2 separate regions of the Cricetulus griseus genome follow, and region 2 is linked to region 1. The links are chromatin contacts, called in public Hi-C maps. All regions are on one chromosome and are shown on one strand. Each heading gives the region's core, a stretch centred on a gene start, on an enhancer-like site or on the middle of the called end of the contact. The rest is flanking DNA. Distances are from core to core; before and after follow the strand shown.

Evidence for each region. Hi-C and Micro-C count contacts between places; a contact is called where the count stands out from the background.
Region 2: a Hi-C map of the CHL-YN cell line shows a contact between it and region 1, with 2.4 times the contacts expected there. The contact joins the enhancer-like site here to the promoter of Ubtd2 in region 1. A contact is called at or near these places in 2 of 8 Hi-C or Micro-C datasets (the CHL-YN cell line and the CHO-K1 cell line).

Annotation. Positions count from the first base shown.
Region 1 is chr7:47,654,042-47,658,223 of CriGri-PICRH-1.0, reverse strand. Ubtd2 (ubiquitin domain-containing protein 2) reads right to left here and starts at 2,438. Exons shown (of 3, transcript XM_027425193.2): 1 at 2,268-2,438. The coding sequence starts at 2,337.
Region 2 is chr7:47,704,070-47,708,395 of CriGri-PICRH-1.0, reverse strand. Ubtd2 (ubiquitin domain-containing protein 2) reads right to left here. Exons shown (of 3, transcript XM_027425193.2): 3 at 2,866-4,326. Among named protein-coding and RNA genes, the nearest start is that of Efcab9, 12 kb to the left of the region's middle. Within about 2 kb of position 2,490, at least 4 of the 6 cell types and tissues checked have open chromatin away from gene starts, as enhancers often do. A contact at or near this core is called in the CHO-K1 cell line, where this site is marked.

The DNA.
Region 1 (4,182 bases), core at 1,189-3,688:
TTTTTGATATTTATATACTCATAGTAAAAACATAATGGATTCAGCTGGGCGGTGATGGCACACGCCTTTAATCCCAGCACTTGGGAGGCAGAGGCAGGCAGATCTCTGAGTTTAAGACCAGCCTGGTCTACAGAAAGAGTTCCAGGCAGTCAGAGCTATACAGAGAAATCCTGTCTCAAAAAAAACAAAAAATAAATTAATATAAAAACTGGATCCAGAAGGAAAGGGAAAACACAATATCCAAGTATTTTAAATCATATTTATTACGAACCAGCTGACTTTTGGAAAGGCTGGAGTCATTCTTCAATGGTAATGCTCACATAGCACTGTGAATATAAACTGTCATGAAACATATCTGAAGGTTGCATTATATACTTCACGTTGATGAGAATGTTAAAACTCGGTATAACCAGATTAAAACTACTAACGTTTGAAAAGCTAAGGATCTTTGCCAACACCCTTAGGAAAGTCATTCCCTTTCAAACAAACAACAAAAAAAGAACTGCTAACATGTAAACCTGAAACACATACCACAATAAATTTTGTTGTTTTTGGAGATGAGGTTTTGCTCCGTAGCCCGGACTGGCCTGGAACTTTCTTAAGAGTCCCCAGCTCCAGCCTCCCAAGTTGCTGGCTCCACAATGAGCTCTCACCTCTCATGACAGTAATGGAGAATAAAGGCTTCCAAAATTAAATTCCAGAAGAATTCTTTTGTTCCCCACAGACTCTTTCTTCTTCCAGCTACATCAGAGCTATCCCATTCCTCCTCCCCCGAAGAAAAAAAGGAGGTACTCCACCTTTTAAAGACTCTTCTGTACAAAAACATAGCAGTTTATGGTCCAGAAAACTTAAGTCCTGAAAGTAACTGATACTATAGCTATCTAATTGGATGCCACTGGTAGTAATTATCTAAAGCTAGGATTTCATGCTTCTAAAAGCCCATGCTAGTAATGTGAGTGGATCCTAAATTGCACTGCCAAATGGGTTAAACTGTTTCAATCTGAGTACAGAAAAGAGGAATTATAATTTTAAAATATGTGAAAGTTAATTAAACTGAATGCTAGTCAGTACTAGCATACTTAACTAGTACCATCTGACCACCAATCTGCCCTTAACCCAGTGTTTTTAATCACTTCCTTTCCATACTTTGGGTTTGTTGTCACTATCTCACCAAATAAATAGGCTGTGACATGAAATGCACTACAAAGGAGCATTTCCATGGACTACTTTTTCAAGATCACTTCCACTTAATTCTCAAATCGTTTGTCCAACATTTAGTGACAGGGAATAGCAATAGATTTTAGTGAAGTGGCATGGCTAAGATCACAAAAACCGGGAAATCTCCTGTACAAAGATGGGTGCACAGGATCAAGGGCAGAGTTTAAGCGACAGGGCAGGCACCTGGTCTCAAGGTGGGAAAAGTGTGACCCCGCCTTTTCCCAAGCAACTCAACAACTTAAACATATGCACCTGATATGCACCCAGTATCAGGTCCGTATCAAATCAAGTTCTAGTTGCCCATTCCCTGGTGGCTCTTTTCTTCAACGTTCGAACTTCTACACATTCTAAATAATGAAAGGGCTCGGCACTTTTAACGTCACTTAAAAGTGGGATCAATCTTACTGTTCTACCCCCTCTACAGCTACTAAGAATGGAATCAAGAGACTTCTCATCATGGTTACTTTAACCGAGAAGTGCGATCCGCGTTGGAAAACTTTTAGTCAAAGCACTAATCTTATGCTGGGTACTTTTATCCTGCACGTTTTCCTTTTACGTAAGACACATCGGAATTTGACTAGTGCGCCCCGACGGCACACTGGGCTAACGCCCCTGGCAGCAGCAACAAGCCACGTTTTCCTCGGGCCGATCGTCTCCCCCCTCCTCCTTAAAACACTGCCATGGCCACTTGAGACTTCCCCAGCCCAGCTCCAGAAACTGGAACCAACCGGGGCAGCTGTCACCCGAAACCCGGGAAAGCTGAGCCCGGCCAACTCTGCCGACGCGGGAAGGGCCGGGGGTGCGGCGGGGCCCGTCGGGGGCACTCGGGGCGGCCGCCCCTCCCCGGCCCCGAGAGCCGCCATCCTGCCGCCGAGTATTTCTCCGGGTTGGAGTCCCTCTAGCCAGGCCGAGGCCCGCGGCCCCGCGTGGGGCCCGGAGCGCGTGGCGGGGCCGACGCGAAGCACGAACGACAAAGGGGCGAGGGGTCGGGACAGGTGGCCGCCGCCGCGAACAATGGGGGGCCGCGGCCGCCCCCTGGCGCCACCTACCTCCAGTGCCTTCCGAGTTCTCGTTGAGGCTGCCCGAGGAGTCGTGCTGGGCGCCCACGCACCCGCCCATGGGGCCACGGCCGCCACCTCAGGGCGCTCGTCCCGGCCGCCGCCTCAGCCTGCTCCGGCGCCGCCGCCTCGGGCCAGGCGCCGCTTTCTCGCCGCCCAGCCTCCGCCCCCTCGCCGCTCCTCCCACCGCCTCGCCCGGCCCCTTCCTCCGCGCCCACCTCTACCTCAGCCCCCGGGCCGCCCGGCCCGCAGGCCGGCCCGCGTGCCGCCTTCGGCTCCCGCTCGGCCCCGCCAGACCGGGCTTGGCCCATCCCGGGTGGGCCGCAGCACCCACTCGCTTCTCGCCTCCCCGCGCCCTCGTGTCTAGACGAACCTCGCCACCGCCGCCCGGCAGCCAGGCCCCATCACCCCCGCCCGCGGCACCGCCCTCAGCCCGGCTCGGCCTTGGCTCGGCCGGCCCGCCTAGAACTGCCGCGAGGGGCGGGACCGAGCGCTGATTGGCTGCAGGCACCGCGGGGGCGGGGATTTCCGAGTAGAGCCGAGTGTAGCCGAGTGCTGGAGCTGGGAGGGTAGGGGGCGCGCGGAGAGGGCAGGAAAGAAGAGGAGGAACCCAAGTGAGGACAAAGTGGCCCACGCGGTGGTGGGGTTTCTTTTGGTGCGGCGGGTGGGAGAGGGTACCAAGGAGAAGTCATGAGGCACTTGGGTTGTGGACTGGCGGGGACCTGATTAGAGGAGTGGGCCTGACAGCAAGTCCCTGCTCCCATTGAATATGTGGAGGCAGCGGGCTGGACACCGAGCGTGGGCTTCCCTTGCCTCTCCGTACGCAGCCTCTACCATCACTGTGCCCTATTGATAGAGGTGTTCTCAGATTTGCGCAGGCCTGCTGTCCCGTGCCCGGAGCGAAGGGGCACGAGTGTGTGTCGTTTCCACAAGCTTCATTTTACAGACAATACTACTTCTCTAGATCCTGGCGTTAGACATCTTAAGTCGTCTTTAGAACAAAGTGAAGCATTAATATTTTGCTTTTTATAAACTAGAATTCGGTACATCGACCACGCCCAAGATTCTTGGCGGTTACCATCCCAACCTAAGCCAAATTGTTAATGGCCCCTTTGGAGTTGTGTTTCTTGCTATGGCGCCTTGACATTTTTTATCGGCCTGCTTGGGTCTTTGAAAGCTTTTTTTCCCCTAAGCTGTTTTAACTATGTTCCACTTTTATGCCAGACTTTCCTTTTATAAAACCCTGGGTCAGCTTTTGCTTAGAATTTAAAAAAAAAAAATTTAAAGTGAAATACCTAAGAAAGAGACACTCTGCTTCTTAGGATTTGCATTTAAATATATTCTCGTTCACTGCTGGTGGGAGTGTAAATTGGTTCAATCTTTTTTGCAAAGGTTTGGCAATGCCAATCAACAGTTTTAAAAATGTTCGTACTGTTTGATTGGGATTTTTTCCACATCTGGGAATCTAGCTCACAGAAACAGTCCAAAATAAGATTTGGGGCCTGGTATTCATTTGATAGGCAGACAAAAATGAAGGTTAAAAAAAACAAACTCTGAATTTGTATGAAAGCACAGAAATGTTTCAGAAATAGAGGTTCACTATTTTGGACTTAACACTGAAGAATTAGCTTTACCCTCATTGTAGTCCTGAGCACAGGCATGCACACACACACACACACACACACACACACACACACACACACACACACACGCGTGCGCACACACGCACAGAGCTGTATACAGTTAAATATTACTATACATTTTCAAAGATTTCTTTTCCATCAGGACCTGTGTCACAAAGCCATCTATCTGATCATTCCCTGCTGAATGTTCCAATTGTCAGACACTTGTCACTTTATCTCTTCCCTGAAGGAGAGAGGCTGCCTGAGTATTTGCAAAGAGATTG
Region 2 (4,326 bases), core at 1,241-3,740, 50 kb before region 1:
CAAGAGTACTGCTTACCTAAGATCCTTATCTACAAGTCAGACTGGGAATTATGAAACCAGTTATTGTGAAACATCATGAACAAATGGGAGATTTGGCTAACAAGCTTTTGAGCACGATTAATGAAACTGGCCGTAAACACTTCTCCCCATGGGGTCATACCACAGTAAGAATGAGACCAGCAAAACCAAACCAAACCCCAGATAGAACTGGTCACTTTTTAAAAATGTGCATTGGTGTTTTACTATGGGTGTCAGGTCCCTTGGAACTGGAGTTACAGACAGTTGTGAGCTGCCATGTGGGCGCTGGGAATTGAACCTGGGAACTCTGGAAAAGCAGCTAGTGCTTTTATCCACTGAGATGTCCCTCCAGCCCTTCAATCCTTTCTATAGAAACAAAGGCACCACTTTGAGGGAACTGCAAGCATCTCCCATCACTCCCTATGCCCTTCCAACGTTAGGAGTGTGCGATTACTAGTGTTTGCAACAGGGAGACAGGGAAACTATGCAGAGTATGCAGAGAGGCACTACAAAGAGAAAAAATGGCATCTAGAGAAAGGCCAACGCAAAGCACTTCACCACTGAACTCATCTTCATAGGGTCTGGTCTCTTTTGAAGCAGCCTAGGTGGCTTTTGTCAGGCAGCAACTTCAGGGAATAGGTGTGATTCTCTGGGAAGACACTACAGAGGTCTCTGTTTGCAGAGATGGTCTTAAGGGTAATAGATCTGGGAACAAATGTTCTTTACTCAAACAGGGATTGGGGAGGAAAGGTGAAGAGATTAGGTAATTAACCTGTCCTTTCCCCCATGGGGGTCCCAGGGCACTACTGTAAAGGTATAATGAACAGAACATGGAATTTATTTAGTTTTGAGACAGGGTTTCTCTGTGTAGCCCTGGCTGTCTTGGAACTCGATCAGTAGACCAGGCTGGCCTTGAACCCACAGAGATCCTCCTGCCTCTGCCTCCTAAGTGTTGGAGTTAAAGATGTGTACCACCACCACCCGACATCCCATCAGACTTTAAAATTCCTTTTCAAAGCATCTTCATCAACTGGAGGCCCCTGTGGGTCAGTGGCACATGTTTTTGCAGCACCCACGGGCTGCGGCAGGAGGACTGCAAGGGCATCCTAGACTTCATAGTGAAACTCTTGGCCGTTCTAGAATATCTGGGGTTATTTGATAAACTAGACCCTGTGCCAAAATCTAAATTCAAACAAATCAGTTAACTGATATTGTGTTGGGACTAGGCATACAAGAAACCAATCCAAGACTATTTTGCTTTAGGACGTTTTTAATTTACTTCATTTCGCATACTTATTTTGCTTATGTATATGTCTATCCACCATGTGGGTGCCTGCTGCCCTCAGAGGTCAGAAAAGGGCTTGAAACTGGAGATATGGAGAGTTGTGAGCTGCCATGCTAGTGCTGGGGATCGAACGAGGGTCCATCTCAACAGCCCCTGCTCCCTCTCCCCACCAGTGACAGATTAAAAATGAGTACATAGGGCCTGGTATGTGATTCAGCAATAAGGGTGTGATGACATACGTGAGGTCCTGGGTTCCATTCTTTCTCTCTCTCTCTCTCTCTCTCTCTCTCTCTCTCTCTGTGTGTGTGTGTGTGTGTGTGCAATGCTTTCCAGGCTGAAGTTTTCTTCATACCGCACTGTGTGTTCCTAGTTATACAAGTGTTCTAGGGCACAGGCAATGGGGAGGGACAGTGGCCTGGTGAAGGTTCCAGACCAGGGCCACAGGCAGATTCTTCAACACCACTATCAGCAGGAAGGAACTTTGAAGAGGCAATAAGTAAGCAAAGTGGTCATCTCTTCCTCCAGTGCTTGGATCTCATGTCTCCTAGGCCTCAAAAGCCTAGGCAAGGCCAAGTCAACTGTCCAACCTCTGATGAAGTCACCCAGGCTCTTGTCACAGAACTAGAAATGACAGGCTAACAGGCCAACATCACAAGAGATCCCAAGAATAGTCACAGGACATAAGCTGTCTGGGAAGACGCTATCAGCTTAATTCTTTTTCTATGTAAAATGCATCACAGGATCCAACAAGCTGAGTGATGCCCATTTGCTAAGCGGGCTACCTACCCTCACCATGGAGAAAGATGGATAAGTTACCAAGTATCTTCAGGAAAAGGGGCTACTGTCTGTTATTTTCACACACAGATGCTCCAGATAACAATGAAGTAGTGAGAGAGGGCTAATCGAGGAGGCTGGTATCCTGACAAATGGGGAAGGCCCTTTGAAGAAACCCAGAGGCCACAAAAGGTGAGCAGATTTTGTTGTTAAAGACAGAACTCAAGTCAACCTGGCAGGTTGGGAACTCACTAGGTAGACCAAGCTGCCCTCCAACTGAGTTTGCTTCTACCCTCAGTGCTAGGACTAGAGGTGTGTGCAAGTATACCTGGTAAGAAAGACTCAGATTTTATGGCCTCAGCAGCATGCAAGCAGCACTGTCTGAGTCACCTTCCCCATCCCGGTCAACCTATCCTAGGCCGAGACTGCAGTGCTGATGAGTCACAGCTCTAAGTGACCTGTGGTATGTGCTGTAGCAGAACTTAAGTTTGGTGGTCATGATCTCACTACCGGTTTTAGAGAGGAAGAAACCTCCCACTTCCCCATACAATGTGAGTCTACTATTTTACAGAGGAATAGTTAGAAACCCAGAATAGCTGGGTGGTGGTGGGGCATGCCTTAATCACAGCCCTCGGGAGGCAGAGGCAAGTAAGTTCCAGGCCAGTCTGGTCTACAGTTAGTTCCAGGACAGCAAGGGCTACACAGAAAAATCCTGTCCCCAAAACCACCCCCTCCACAAAAAAAAAAAAAAAACCCAACAAACTCAGAATAAAGGCAAAGACAAAGAGAAAAGTTGGAACTTTTTTTTTTTAAAAAAAGCACAAAACTCCTACATACTAAAATTATACACATCAAGTATTGATCCAATCTTACATCAGTCTATTGACAATTACCAGCACCATTTTTTTCTCACCTAGGTTAAACACGCCTGGAGGATTGTTATTCAAAGTATATGTTCCTTTAAAATAAAAAAACTCTTAAGAGAGGTCAACCCTCAAGAAACAAACAAGACCTTTTACCAAACAGGTTATTGGTGACAGCATCAAATTTCCTTTAGAAAAATAATTGGCTTAAACACTCTATTCCAGTTGATGGACTTTGAGATATTGTTATTCAATGTGGTAAATGAATCAACCCTCTTGATGGTAGGCCAAAGCATTGAGCTGCCCTGGAGCCTCCACACAGGAATGTGAGCACCTTCTTCGTTGATAAAGCTGTGTGCTTCTCCTGAATTTAGACTCAATCACCATCAAGTCTAAATTAGGTGTAGTCACAAGCTTTAAAATGAACAGAATTAGGGAAGTGGTTAACAGTTTTCAGAAACATAAGTTACAATTATAAGTATATTTAAACAGGCTACAGGAAATTTAACACCACTTTAAACATTACATTTTAAACTACTTAGTTTCATTTTGCCACTAAATTATGGTGTTTTATCATCCAAATAGGTGCTGAAGGTTTAGTATTTCCCTACTGAGAAGAACATAGAGCTCTCTTTCGTCTACTGTTCACAGCTCACAGATTCTCAAAGATATAGTGTGGTCACATTAGCCCTCTTCTCATGGAATCAACTTTTTTTTTTGAGACAGGGTCTCACTTTGCAGCTCCAATTGGCCTAGAACCACCTTTGTATTCCAGACTGGTCTCAAATTCTGAGATCTGCTTACTTCTGCTCCCTGGGATTAAATGCAAGCACCACTATGCCTGGCAGAATCTGCTTTTAAAAGGCTCCAGATTAAATACAACCCTTGGCAGCTTTCTTCAGCCTTCTCCAGAGGAGGTAAGGCTGGTTCACTGTGTTCCAGTCCCTCAACCCCATGTACAGATGGTGGTTATTCACCTCTTTGTGGGGAATGTGCGGGAGGTACACTGCCACCCACAATGACTAGAGTCAGAATGAAGTAAAGAGCACCGAGGGCTAGGGCCAGGTGCCACTATTTGTTCTCACCAGTGTTGTTTAAGAGACACTGCAAACCTTCACACTTGAAAATGTTGAGTTGGAGTTTTTTCCAAGGCTGAGAATAGGCAGTTTCCCCAGGAACCGGCAGAGAGGTTTAACTTACATCTCCTGCAAGGTGGGGAAGAGAGGGTTGTTTTTTATTCTGGAGTGGGAGCAGTTATACTCCATTTCCATGGTGCCTGGCCCAGAAACATAGATAGGGTCAGTTAGCTCCAGAAATGGCCACACAGAATGGCAGGATCAGTGAAGGCATTACATAGTAGCTAGCCATCTCAAGCCTGGGTATTAT